Linked DNA regions of Mus musculus: region 1 is linked to region 2. A link is a contact called in public Hi-C data. All regions are on one chromosome and are shown on one strand. The core of a region is the stretch at or near the end of the contact, and the rest is flanking DNA. Distances in the headings are between cores, read along the strand shown. Region 1 has its middle 5.3 kb from the start of Gstp2. Region 2 overlaps Ppp6r3 (protein phosphatase 6, regulatory subunit 3).

The links. Hi-C and Micro-C count contacts between places; a contact is called where the count stands out from the background.
Region 1: a contact with region 2 is called in a Hi-C map of embryonic stem cells, with 5 times the contacts expected there. A contact is called at or near these places in 1 of 39 promoter capture datasets (cranial neural crest), 1 of 484 Hi-C or Micro-C datasets (embryonic stem cells) and 1 of 9 other capture datasets (adipose tissue).

Annotation. Positions count from the first base shown.
Region 1 is chr19:4,043,853-4,051,101 of GRCm38.p6, reverse strand. No RefSeq gene overlaps it. Among named protein-coding and RNA genes, the nearest start is that of Gstp2, 5.3 kb to the right of the region's middle.
Region 2 is chr19:3,527,736-3,535,245 of GRCm38.p6, reverse strand. The region is part of intron 2 of Ppp6r3 (protein phosphatase 6, regulatory subunit 3); the gene reads left to right. Among named protein-coding and RNA genes, the nearest start is that of Gm23940, 41 kb to the right of the region's middle.

The DNA of each region.
Region 1 (7,249 bases), core at 2,887-5,386, 510 kb before region 2:
ATTTTTTATTTATATATTTTTATATTTTTATAGACATGCTTTAATCTCAGCTGTCAGGAAGCAGAGATCTCTGTGAGTCTGGTTTGGGGCCCTATCTTAAAAGCAAGCGAGATCTTCATTTCTGATGTTATAAACTACAGACATTAATTTATAATTTCTTACTTTGTGAAGGCCTCGGTGATGGCACTTCCCTTTTCAGCCCTTCCATAACCTTTGCCGTTGATGTCTTTACAAAGTCAAGGTGATCACTTCCGTCAGGATTCTATGCTATGGTGAACTTCACAGAATGCCAGTCACTGCAGACACCATGGCAATGTTTGCTGCCTTCATTGCTCAGCCTTGCACCTCCCCTCCCTTTCTCCTCACCTCTAAAACATGTCCTTGGAGGTGATGAGTGAGAGAAGCTAGAAGAACAGGGTAGAATGCTTCCCTGGCTAGACTTCTACACCAAAGCCTCATTTGTACAGAGTAAGACTGGAGAACCCTGGGCTAGCGAGGTGGCTAGAGAGTAAAGGGACCTGCTACCAAGCTTAATGGCGTGAATTCTATCTCTGGATCTTACGAGATAGAGTGAGAAAGCCAACTCCAGCAGACTATCCTTTTGCCTCCACAGGTACTGTGGTATGAGCATGAGTGCACACATAAACACACACATGCATGCACGCATGCACGCACACATTCATACCAAATGTAACAGAAAAGTATATAGGGGGCTGGAGAGATGGCTCAGAGGTTAAGAGCACTGACTGAGGTGCTGAGGTCCTGAGTTCAAATCCCAGCAGCCATATGGTGGCTCACAACCATCTGTAATGGGATCTGATGCCCTCTTCTGGTGTGTCTGAGGACAATGACATAAAATAAATAAATTTAAAAAGAAATAGAAAAGTATATAAAAAGCGATGATTTCCCCTAGTGGCCTCTGCTGCCTGGGAGGCCTTCATGACTTTGGCACATTGCCTGTCATCCTACAGAGAGAAGTGCTTACTCTGAGGGACCATGGTCTGTGGAAAGGCATTGAGCCAGCTTGGTGGCATTTTCTCTGTGGTCCCGAGCAATGAGGTAGTATCTGAAGCTGTTGAGACCCTCTGAGTCTACTGCAGGAGTGTCTGGAACTCCCACCCGCTGGACCCTGATGTCAGTGCAGGGATGTTGGCAAGTGCTGGACATTGCTCTGGGACACTCCACAGCGACCACCCTGGAGAAGCAAATGACACTGAGAGGTGCTCATGACTCAGTGTCTTGAGGACACTGTATAAGGGGTCAGCAGAGTTTCGGCACAGGATGGACAGCACACTGCACACGTTTAATTTCTGGCTCATCATCCCCACCGCTGCTGTTGCCCAAAAGCTGTTGGACCTTTAGTCCCAGTACTCAAGAGGCAGACACAGGAAGATCTCTGTGAGTTGGAGGCCAGCCTGGTATACAGAGACAGCCAGAGCTACATAGAGAAACCCTGTCTCAAAACAAACAAGGATCCAATAAAACTTTATCTACAGAGGCAGGTGATGGCCAAGGTCCTCCATGTGGAAGCTCTTTCTCTCTCTCTAAAAATTTATTTATTTAACATATGTAAGTGCATTGACACTCTTTTCAGACACACCAGAAGAGGGCATCAGATCCCAATACGGATGGTTGTGAGCCACCATGTGGTTGCTAGGATTTGAACTCAGGACCTCTGGAAGAGCAGCCAGTGCTCTTAACTGCCGAGCCATCTCTCCAGCCCCCAAACTTTTTTTTTTTAATTTGGTTTTTGGGTTTTGGATTTGGGGTTTGGTTTGGTTATTATTTTATGTGAAAGTACTCTGCTGCATGTACACCTGCATGCCAGAAGAGGGCATCGGATCCCTTTATAGATGGGCCTGAACCACCATGTAGGTGCTCAGAATTGAACTCAGGACCTCTGGAAGAGCAGTCAGTACTCTTTTTTTTTTTTTTTTAAAGATTTATTTATTTATTTATTGTCTATGAGTAGCTGTCTTCAGACACGCCGGAAGAGGGCATCGGATCCCATTACAGATGGTTGTGAGCCACCATGTGGTTACTGGGAATTGAACTCAGGACCTCTGGAAGAGCAGCCAGTGCTCTTAGCCGCTGAGCCATCTCTCCAGCTCAAGTCACTACTCTTATTAACCACTAAGCCATCTCTTCAGTCCAAGCCTTCACATTCTGTGGTGACCTAGCACACACTAACCTCAACTCCACTAGCAAATTGCAGAGAGAAGTTGTTTCAGGGGGGAAAAAAATGAGAAAAAAAAAAGCTGGAGAGACGGCTCAGTGGTTAGAAGGTCTTTCAGAGACCCGGGTACAGTGTCCAGCACTCACATAGTGGTCACAGCATCCATACATCCAGTTCCAGGGGATCTGATGCTCTCTTCTTACCTCTAAGAGCACCATGGTGCATGTGATGCACATACATGCACGCAAAACACTCGTGCATGTAACATAAGATAAATCAAAATTAAAACAAAAACAAGAGGTTAGGGGTTGTTGAGCAGACATACTTCTAAGAGACAGGTGGTTGACGTGTGTGTGTGTGTGTGTGTGTGTGTGTGTGTGTGTGTGTGTGTGTGTGTAGATGTGAAGTTTGAGACTGAGAGTGCATGAAGGTATTGACAAAGGGAGGCCATGGGACCACTGTCACCCAGTCCTTACCACTGGTCCCCCATGGTTGAGGAAGGACTGTCGTTGCTGTCACACTGTCACTTACTGACCTAATGCAGCTGCGGGCATTCCCGGTCAGATGGCTGCAGACTGTGCTGGAGAGAGGTGCTGGGGGAAGAGGGAATTTCTCCTATCCATGCTTTCTCCTCAAATGCTCTAAGACTGACATATTAGAGTCTGGAAGTCCTTCCTGCCCCAAGGGTCTTGAGGAGAGCCTCTCATCTCAGGATCTGCTTGCGGGTGACAAGAGATTGGCTGTCATCTCATTTCCCTGGGATTCAGCTCCTTGAAGCCACTAAGGTTGGCAACTAAAACCAGAGTTTTAATAAATCCTAGTTTGGCAAAGTAAAACAATAGACTGATCAAGTCCACCAGGGGGCGCAAGTGTCTCACAAGTTCCCGTTGCATCAACTGCAACAGCCTTCTGCAGAGCCAAGTACACACAGAGGACGCACATTGTGGAAATACAGAAGCACAAAAAGGACAGTTAGGAGTGTAAAATAGAATAAAGAGTGGGCTAGCAAGATGGCTCAGCAGATAAAGGCATTGCCACCAAGCATGATGTGACACTCCCTTGCATGACACAATAAATAAATAAGTGATTTTCTCAACGTTGAAACAGTAAATAACAGATTCACATACCATATAAAACTGAAAGATGAAAATATAAAAAGCTGGTGGTTGCAGTAAACGACACTTAAAGTTCTAGCTCCATGGGACGCTGAGACAGGAGGATGGCGACAGCTCAGGAGCCTCAGACTAACCTGAGTTAGTCCCAAGGCCCTGCCTCCTCCTCCTCCTCCTCCTCCTCCTCCTCCTCCTTCTTCTTCTTCTTTTCTTTTAAAGTAGTCATTTTAGTTTCTATGGATGCAAGCTCTATTATTCATGTACTGCCTAGAGACATAAAACCCAACAGACCCCTGCCCCAACTTCAAGGAGTCAGAAATCCTGTGACATGCCATCTCTGCTTTGGTACCAGGAAGAGCATGAGACTCTTTGAGGCTTCCAAAGCTTCGGGATGTCCAGGGTCATTTTGAGAGGGCTCCTTGGGGTTCTGCCTGGTGGTCCCTCTTGGTGTCAAATGGCAGCTACATATTTTCCAATAATTGTGGGCCTCAGCCAACCACTTCAGCTTCATCTCCTGCCTTTTATAGAAGAACCAAATCCTAACACTGGATAATCCTATCCTTTTGTCAGTTTGAGTTTGTCAGCCAAGGCCCAGTCTCCTCCTTAGGACTCTCCTCGTTCTTGAAGTTCTTTGTTAGCGCCAGTAACTGCTCACTGATGACCCGGCAGATTCATCAAAGTAGGGCAGGCTCAGACTTGTCTCTCTCTCAGTTCCTTCTTCCAGGTTGCCGCTCACTTGAATTTCGTTCTTCACTTTTCCCAAGACCGTGTCTTAAATACAGATAAATCAGGCTGGGCGTGTAGCTCAGTTTGCAGAATGTGTGCTTAACAGGCACAAAGTTCAGAGTTCCACCCCCAGCGCCATAGAAACTGGGTGTGGTGGGACACACCTGCATCTCCAGCACTAAGGAGGTAGAAGTAGGAGGATCAGAAGTTCAAGGTCATTTTCCAATATGTGGAGGGTTTGAGGTCAGCCTTTGATAGAGTTGGCAGGGCCCATGAACAATTGTATGAGTGTGTGTGTGTGTGTGTGTGTGTGTAAAACAACTTAAACTGTAGAATAAAATGGTGAGTAAAACATTTGTTGGAGACTGTTGAAGACTGTTGGAAAAAGATAAACAGAGGTCGGCTATCTCTGTCTCCTGACTGCCGAGATTAAAGGTGGTACAGCACAGACAGCTATGCAGAAGATAGGAAATGGTACTTAAACAGAGACAATGTACCCATGTGCAAAAAAGCTCAGGAAAAGAAACTCAACACAAGAAACTAAGTTAACACAACCAAGACAGAACACGACAAAATGTCCAGCTGGAAATCAAAGCTCAGTCCTCAGGCAAAAAAAAAAAAAAGGCAAGCCCTCTACCACTGAGCAGCACCACATCCATTTGGATGGCAAGGCGAAAGAAAGCTGCAGTTGTTGCTGCTGCTTCGTTGCTTCGCGCTGGGGAGGTTGGAGGAGTTCTTCCACAATGCTGGTGGAAGCGGAAAACATTCCAGCTACCTTGGCAGCATCTTAGCAAGTGAAATGTGTTCTTCCGGCATGACTCAGCTGTCTCTCTACTACACACGTAGCGTGAGCTCTACTGTTTACCCAACTAATATGCAATCCCGTCGGGCAGCTGAATCCATCATCCCTGTGAGCTCAGCTGCGCCCCAGCTGGTAAATGGATAAATTGTAGCAATCTAGTCAAGTCACTATGATTCAGCAACAAAACCCTCGCAAACATACATATCCCATCCTTTTGCCCAGGGAAGCTGGCCCGCCTCTGGCCCAGGGCCACACCTTCTGCTTCCTCCTGGCAGTTTCCTGTATTTTGGAGTGTCACAGGCATGAAAACCACACTCTGTGGAACTGGAGTTCATCTCTCCCTGGGATTGGATTCCTTCCAGGTGAGAAGATGCAGGGATTCCTTCCATACCGTTGGTGGGAACAGAAGAGTCTCTGGCCTCCTCCCCAGGATTTTAGGAAGTAATTTTTAGACAGTACCTCAGTCTTCAGGTCGGGTTTCCTTTGCAGTCACAATCCTCCCGCCTCAGCCTCCAGAGGGCTGGGATTCTAGTCATACATAATCTTACTCAGCTCAGCCCAGCTCAGTTCTCTTTTTGCACATGTGTGTGTTTGCATGTATATGAATGCATGTTCACACGCGCACACCTGTGTGTGGAGGTCTGAAGTTGACACTGAAGAATGAAAAATTACTGGCCTCTTGTGAGAACATGAACTTTTTACCTCGGAGCCCACCCCCTCCCATCTAAAGGTTGTTCTCGGAACACTCCTAAACTTTTCACCCCAAAACTCCTCACCCTAAAGTTCGACCAAGAACATTTTTGAGATAAAGGCCTCCTGAAACAACCTCAAAATGAACCAGGTACTCCTTAGTTACGTAGAATCCTTTGGCAGAACCCCTTGTCCCTTGGCAGAACTCCCTAGTGATGTAAACTTGTACTTTCCCTGCCCAGTTCTCCCCCTTTGAGTTTTACTATATAAGCCTGTGAAAAATTTTGGCTGGTCGTCGAGACTCCTCTACCCTGTGCAAAGGTGTATGAGTTTCGACCCCAGAGCTCTGTGTGCTTTCATGTTGCTGCTTTATTTCGACCCCAGAGCTCTGGTCTGTGTGCTTTCATGTCGCTGCTTTATTAAATCTTGCCTTCTACATTTTATGTATGGTCTCAGTGTCTTCTTGGGTACGCGGCTGTCCCGGGACTTGAGTGTCTGAGTGAGGGTCTCCCCTCGAGGGTCTTTCAACACCAGGCACCCTCCTCAATGGCTCTCTGCCCTTTTTTTTTTTTTTTTTAATTGAGGCAGAATCCCAAATAAACTCAAGATCACCAATTCCAGCATGTCTGACTAGCTAACTAGGAGTCTTATCTCTGTCTCTCAGGTGATGGGATTACAGGTCAAAAATCTGTACTTATAACTACATAAAGTCCTCTAGTTCTTGGGCCAGATACTCTGAATAAGGCAGTAACCCAAAGTATGGGTTGGGGGAGGGGGAGGGCTAGAGTGTAGATTTTCTTCTTCCTTTATATCTTTGAGAGCAGAGTAACAGGTTCAGTGATATACCTGTAGTTCCAGCACTTAAGAGACTGAGGCAGAGGAGTTGCTACAAGTTTAAGGCCAGCTTATGCAGTCTAAACAGAGCCCACTGTTAGGAGCTAGCAGTTTCCACCAGGCAAGAAAAAAAAAATTCAAGAACACAAGAAGGGCCCATGACCCGTCCAGCAGGTCCAGTTTTTCGAGGGTCTTGAGGGGACCTTCTCCTAAGAACCAAATTGGGGGGGAGGGTAGAGAGAGACGAGGGTCTTGTGCGAATAATGACAAGGAAACCTTCTGAATTGCATCAAGACCCCACTGCATTGAGAAAGGCCCAAGGCTTAAATGCACAAGCAAAAGGGGAAGTACAGATACTTATCAGCAGGAGGGGTGGGGCAATACAAGCAAAAGGAGAAGTACTTATCAGTGGGGGGCTGGGGGCAATAGAATTTGCACATTTTTTAGGCAGTTACACAGGGAAGCAGGAACTTGGTGGTATCAGGGTTTGGTCGGGACATCTGTGATGACTTAGGGCTGGAACATTCTGTGGTTGTTCTCAGAATCGGTGTGTGGTGGCCCGCTTTTGACTCCCTTTTCTTCTCGGGGGAGAGGCCCAATTCAGAGATCAAGAGTTGTCTTAATAGCTCCCAACAGGCCCAGAACCTCAGTGATGAAAACTGGGGCCTGAGGGAGCTGACAGTAGTTGAGAATGTGACGCTACAGTGCATGCATATACACCTGTCCCAGGTTCTACGGATGCAGATGCATCCCAGATACAGCCAGGAACTGAGAGGGGAGTAGATGAACACAATAAGAAAGGGCAGGCTCAGCCTGGGGTCCAATAGGGACTGGGAATCCAGTAGTCCCTTAGCCCCCACACATGTCTGTGCTCTATAGAAGGGGCAGAAAGGCCAGGACTGTGCTGTG
Region 2 (7,510 bases), core at 191-2,690:
AGCAGCTGTTTCTATTTTTGTATAATTTGTTTGTTGTGCTCCAGGTGTTGAGGTGACTGCAGCCGCTGCAGTGGGAGTTGTTCTAGCAGTGTTACTGCAAGCCTGGTGGATATGCTCTGGTGGTCCCCTTGGACTGCAGTGGGGCTCATTCTGAAATGATGTAGACAGATTTGACTGGGCTGGCATGTTGCTGTGCAGTCTCATAGAACCCTGTGCTCAGGGCTTCCTTTAATGCTTGCCTTAACTTCTTGAACTCGTCACCATCTTGAGTTGTTTTTGGAGACAACGTTTTTGTTTTGTGTCCAGACAGTCTTGGGTATAACTGTCACACAGGGCAGGGTATGGACTGAGAGTTTGGCCGAACCCCACTTCTTCCTGCAGAAAGAAAGAAGTGCTCAGCCGAAGCAGAGCTCTTCAGAGAGATGATGTGGTTCTTGTTATTCCTGCAGTTCACAGTTCATTCACAGGGCAATCAGCAGCAGTTTTCTTTTCAGAGAAACTTGGAGCTTCTGGTAGTATGTGTTTTAAATTTAGCATTTGGTGTAATTGTTCTTCTCTTTGGACAATCATATGGTGTGTAGCTCCCATGTAAACACAGTCCCTTGCGTTAGTATGCTTTTTATGTTACTGTATTCAAATATGATAATAAAAATAAAGGCTAAATTGATTCTTAGTTGTCCCTTTGAATAACAGTTGATGGGCACTATCCCAGACTTATGGCATCAGGTAGATAATACAGAGTCTCATGCCGGAGCTGTTCTTTCCTGAGTCAGAAATCAGACTGCATTTTACAAAACCTCTAGGTGACTCCTTGCCCATAAAGGTTTGAGAGCAAGTGCTCTAAGCTTCCAAGTGGAGCATTGTTGGGGTATTGATAAAATGGTGGCTTCTTTTGAAGTACATTCCAGCTGCTCACTTTCCACAATCAGTTAATGTGATAAGCTGCTAAGGCTTAAAAGTGTTGAGATGAGGTTTCAGGACTGCAAGCTCCAGCAGCCCCACAGCTGGCAATAGAATCCAGGTCTCTGTGAATACTTAATGGCACTGAAGAGATTCCTATTGCTGCGATGAAACACAATGACCAAAAAGCAATTTTGGGAGAAAAGGGTTTGTTTAACTTTGTATTGCTGTTGATAATCAAAGGAAGGAAGTCAGGACAAGAACTCAAATAGGACAGGAATCTGAAGGTAGGATCTGATGGCCATGGAGTGTTCTGCTTACTGGCCTGCTTTCTTTTAGAACCCGAGACTGCCAGCCCAGGGATGGAACCAACCATCAGCCACTAATTCAGATAATGCCTTACAGCCAGATCTTATGGAGGTTTCCTTCCTTTCAGATAACTCTACTTTATGTATCAAGTTGACATAAAACTAGCCCACACAGAGGATAGGATACTCTTGATACTTGGTGGAAGCACCTGATTGTCAGTCAATCATGCTTAAGTTCCTTGGATGGGCTGATGTTGTGTGAGCAGGACCTTGGTTCTCACATCTCCTGTAGATGATGTCCCATGTCTCCCAGACAGTCAGTGCTGATGAAAGGAAATAAAACTTGAGACATGTGATTCATGTAATTTATGTCAAATAGCCCAAAGAGTTGTTTGTGAGCTTTGAAACCTGGGGCTGAGAACATAGCAGAACAGGCCAGGACATGCCCGGGCAGGCCCCTTGTTACATGTCCTGACTGGCCTAGTGCCTCCCTATCTCCTGCCCTTCTGACAATCTGTTGATGTTTAAGTGGACCAATCATGTAAAACCGTGCCAATTCCTCCCCCAGCCCCACCCCTTTCTATAAAAACCCCTAGCTTCCAAGCCACGGGTCGAAACCACTGTCTCCTGTGTGAGATACGATTTGAACCGGAGCTCTGCCATTATGGCTCCACCATGTGGTCAACACCTGTCTCCTGCGGGAGATACGTGTCGGCCCGGAGCTCCGTCATTAAGCCACCTCATGCTTTTACATCAAGATGGTCGTCTGTTCGTGATTCTTGGGTGCACGTCGAATCGGGAATTGAGTGGGGGTTTCCCCACTAGGTTCTTTCACTGACACACTGTGAAATGAAGGGCTCTGTCCTAGGTTACCGTCCACAGCCAACCTTGGTAGTGTATGAAACTAGTCTAACAGTCGTCCGTCCGTCCGTCCCGTGTGCCCCCCCACCCACACACAGGGTTTCTCTATAGCTTTGGCTGTCCTGGAACTTACTTTGTAGACCAGGCTGGCCTCTCACTGAACTCAGAAATCCACCTGCCTCTTCCTCCCGAGTGCTGGGATTAAAGGCTTGCGCTACCACGCCTGGCTTGGTGTAACAGTCTTAATGGATCTGTAGTTAAAGCCTGGATCTGAGGTGAATAGGTTTATTCAAGAGATGGAAATGGGTCCGTTGGCTCTCTTGTGTAGATGGCAGTTTTCACTAGAAGATCAGCAGAGATCATCTGCGGGGTCAGGTGACTCCCTGATGACTTGCTTGCTTGCTCTAAATATCTAGTCCTTTTGTGGGAAAAAAACATTTTCAAACTTCTTGGTTTAATTTGTAAAAGAAGCCTAGGGTCGGTAAAAAAGGGTACCTTGGTCTCTCACCAAATACCTTCCCTTGCTGGCCAGCTTTCCTAGAGTTCCATAAGTAAGCGTCACTCAGCTAAAGTGTGGATTTTAAGTATGTTCATGTGTCCTGCAGACACTTTGTTAGGTCCGTGATGGTGTATGCCTATGTAACCCTAACACTATCAGGCGGAGGCTTGAGGATCAGTTAAAGGTCAGCTTCGGCTACATAGTAAGTTTGGAGGCTACTCTGGGCTGTATGAGATCCTGTCTCAACTATTTTCTTCCTCACCTGTAATATTTTTTGGTTTATTTTTATTGTTAATTCTGACTAGTTTTATTACAAATCTTAGCTTGTGTTGGTCTTTCAGACAAGATCCCCTGCTGTGTAGCCCAGGCTAGCCTAAAGCTTAGAGTCTTTTGGCCTTGGCTTTCTAAGTGCTGATTATAGTCTCAGGCTACCATCCCTGTTTTTGTTTTTGTTTTTTGAGGCAGGGTCCCCTGTATTTGGAAATTTGATCTGTAGATCAACCTGGCCTCAAATTCACAGAGCTCTGCCCATCTGAATAGTTACAGTTTTCAAAAAACTGCATTTTACCTGAGGGAGGGTAATTGAACTTTGTAACTGTTATTTTGTATCTAGCTTCACTTTTCTTCAAAGGGTACCAGCCCAAGGCCAACTAGTTTACCAGTGTCCACTCAGCTTGCTGCAAAATAGGTGATGCTTGCTAGGAGAGTTTACTGTGCCTGCATTTTGGAGTTGAGATAGTGACATGCACAGTTTGGAGACCATTCACTGTGGAAGTACATATTTCCATGTTCTGAACTGTCTGGTGTGGTGATGAAAGAATCAATTGTTTTACAATAAATGCTAAAAAATTTCCTTTTCTCTGTGTTAAATTTTATGTTTAAAATAATTTATATTTTAGATAAGTACTTCAAAACAGTTATGAGATTAGAAAAAGGCCAGGCCAGTAGGAAGGCCATTATAGCCCTGCTGGACACTGGGCATATTATTTCGAGTGGATTATAACAGCCTGGGCAAGGATTGGGTCTCCAGGTAGCTTCCTACCATGTGTAAATTCGAGAGTCAAGACCTCTTTTGTTTTTACTTATATAAGCTTTAGGGCCATTTTGATCACTAGCAAAGCTAAATGTAAGTGAGGTTTGGGGGAATGTACATGTAGGTTTTCTGATTAATGTCATAGCATAGTAGAATTCTCATCTACCCAGTACCTACCTGTGTATGCAGCTGAATGCCATCCTCTGCCTGGGTTTTGTGGGCCATAGATGATCTCTGTCACACACACTCCGTTCTCCAATTCCATCCTTCCCTCAAACCCGACACTATGAAAAAATGTCAAAACCTGCCGGGCGTGGTGGTGGCACACGCCTTTAATCCCAGCACTCGGGAGGCAGAGGCAGGCGGATTTCTGAGGTCAAGGCCAGCCTGGTCTACAGAGTGAGTTCCAGGACAGCCAGGGCTACACAGAGAAACCCTGTCTCGAAAAAAACAAACAAAAACAAAAAGTCAAAACCATTTCTAATTGGCAGGTGGTGGGTTGGATTGGGTGTATTTGCTAACCTACTCTGTTCTTTATTGTAACTACTCAGTCTTTCTCTAAATCCTATATTTGATGCATTTCCTGGCTAAGAATATGATTTGGGCAGTTTCACTTGGTGTGGGTAAATCTACTTGATTTATAATCCAGAGCTGTAACTACACTTTGCAACAATCTATAGCAAACTGTGTGCTCTGAGTTCTTTTGATAGGGTCTTGGGCAACTCAGGAGGACCTTGAATCTTTTGTCCCACAACTCTGGGGAAGTAGTAAAGCTGTAAAAATATGCTTTTAAAAAGTTAGTGATTTTCAAATAAATGAAAAGCAGCTACTCTGGGAGAAGATTTTACTGATGGTGTAACTTCTGTTCCTAAACAAGGATTAACCTCTTTCTTTTCTCTTTGGGAATATAAAAAAGAAAAACTCTCCTTGTCCCCTATCCCCTTTTTAAAAATTATTTTTTATTTCATGTACATTGTTTTGCTTTATGTATGTTTGTGTGAGGGTTTCTGATCCCCTATAACTGAAGTTAAAGACAGTTGTGAGCTCCTGTGTGGGTACTGGGAAATGAACCCAGGTCCTCTGGAAGAGCAGCCAGTGCTCTTAATGGCTGTGCTAACTCTCTGTCACCCTCCGCCCCCATCCCGCCCCGTTCCCCTTTCATATTATTTTCTGGTACTGCTTGTGCTTGTCGGCTGACTAGGATAAAATGACATGGGTTTTAATAAAAGCTTGTCTTGACCATTTCCCCCAAATCTGAAAACTAAAGCAGTATATATATCTTAAGGTTTCCCTCTATTGACTTTTCTGAACTAGTTTTCTGTTGCTTGTTGCCATTTTTGCAGTGACTTCCCAATCAGAACTAGCTTAGCATTGTATTTAAATCAGGCAGCTGCTTACATATCTTCTGCTGCCTGCCAGGGGCCATATATATACATACACACACACACTCACTTCTATATATCCACTTCTGTATATCCACTTGTGCCTCCTGTCCTAGCTGAGGAAGGCCACTGGCTTGTGTGCCTGTTGCATCTGTGTTGGGAGCTGCATGTCTCTAGCGTGTTATCTGTCATGCTGTGTGCATAGAGAAAGGCTGTGCGTCTCTGGAGCCTCTGCCTTATTTCCTCCCATGGAGCTGTGTGATCTGCTTTCTCACCGCACCCCTTAGGTATCCCTCTCAAGTGAGGTGTGTGAATCTGGGTCATGTGAACTGAGCAGCTGCTGTTTGTCTCAGTCTTCTTATGATTCAAGATTGTGAGCAGACTTGCCAGTGTCCTTGAGAGCATATAAAAGTGTTATAAACTGACTTTGGTAATACTTGATACTTGCCAGTATTGCTTTCTGAAATTGTTCCCTAAGATTTCTTGAACTTTCTTAATGAGGTTTCTTGTTGGACAGTCAGGCCGAGCACCTATCATGTAAAGTGGACCCTCCTCTGAACAACATACTCTTTTCACCTCTCATTCTTGGGTCAGTCAGTCACTTTGACTAGAACTGTGAGTAAAGTTTGCCTCTATAATTCATCTTATTTTTATTTTATTATTTGTGTGTGTGTGTGTGTGTGTGTGTGTGTGTGTGTGTGTGTGTTTGAGACAGGGCTTCTGTATGAAGCCCTAGCTGTCATCAGAATTCACTCTGTAGACCAAGTTGATCTCAAACTGAGATCCACCCATCTCTGCCTCCTTAGTGTTGGTATTGAAGGCGTGTACCATCACACCTTGATAAATTTTCTACTTTTAAAGAAATGATTTTGAGGTAAATGTTCTTGAAAACATTGAGTATGGGTGATTTAGCCAAACACACAGGTATAAAGGTTGATCTGCTTTACATAGAGAGGATCTTTCTTTCTTTCTTTCTTTCTTTCTTTCTTTCTTTCTTTCTTTCTTTCTTTCTTTCTTTCTTTCTTTCTTTCTTTCTTTCTTCCTTCCTTCCTTCCTTCCTTCCTTCCTTCCTTCCTTCCTTTTTCCTTCCTTTCTTTTTCCTTCCTTCCTTCCTTCCTTCCTTCCTTCCTTCCTTCCTTCCTTCTTTCCTTCTTTCCTTCTTTCCTTCTTTCCTTCTTTCCTTCTTTCCCTTTGCTTATAAGAGCATGTAGATACTGGTGAGCTTTTCTGGTCGTGGTCCTATCAGGATGCACTTGACTGCATGGGTGGCTAAGCTTCAGCTGAAGGAGAGCTTTTTGTTTGGGCACATGGTAACCTTGTTCTTTACCACACTCTCAAGAAGTCTCTCTGAGCCCTCCAGAGCTAGTGTACCTTGAGTGGTCCTGTTGCTGTAGAGGCCTGAGCTGCATGACTGCTTCTTGTTACCTTCTGGTTAGAAGTGGCCTTTTGAGACCTCTGTCACATTCCATGTGTAACAAATGAGTGCCTTTTTGGCTCTGTGACTTGAAGAACAAGCACTTCATAGTTGTGGGCATGGAGACCAAGTTGAGAAAAGACTATGCATGAAGTGTTGTTAGAAGTTGACCGTCAGCCGTTTCTCTTAGTGACGTAGGATAGTTTGTCTTAATTCTTCAATAATTAAGTTCTAAAGTTTAGTCCTTTCCTGGCACTTATGACCTCAGACTTTTATCTATTAATGAACTCACCTGCAGCTTTATAGTAGTTATTCATTTCCTCTGTAATAAGGAAAGTTCTGCTTATGCCTTTTTGTTTGTCATTTGTTGCTGAAGATGGCAATTCTCTGAAGAATCTATTCTTTATCCTTTAAAAAATAGTTGCTTTCTGTCTCTCTTGATCTTTATCTGTCTCTGTTTCTCAGTCTTTTTCCCTGCAGTTTTGCTCTTTTTGCCCAGGCTAGACTTGAGCATGTAGTAATTTTTTTTTTGTTTCAGTCTGCCAAGTGGTAAAATTTGAGTATGAAATATTTTTGCTTTAAAAAAGTTTTTAAATTAGTGGGCAACATGCTTGTGGAGGTCAGAAGACAACTTGGAAAAGCTAGGGTCTTAGAGATCGAATTCTGGTCTTGAGGCTAGTCAGCAAGCCCCTTTTCCTGCTGAGCCACATTCTTTTTTAGTTTGTTTTGTTTTTTGAGAGAGGGCCTCTGTATGGAATCTTGGTGATCACACAGAAATTCTCTCACATCTTCCTTTAAAGTGATGGGATTAAAGGTGCAAACCACTGTACCTAGCCAGCATAAAAATTCTTAAAGTATGAATTACTTCTTTTCTGTGTGTGTGTGTGTGTGTGTGTGTGTGTGTGTGTGTGTGTGTGTGTGACAGGTTCTTGCTGTGTGGCTCAGGCTGGCCAAGAACTTGTGATCCTCCTGTCCACTCTTGAAAATTTTAGGATTTTGGGTATGTGCCAGCCTGGCTTGGATGAATTGCTTTAACAGGTTAAGATCATTCCAAGCTTTTGTATTCAGCATTTTCAACATTTTAGCCAACTAAAAATACTTTCTGGAATGGAG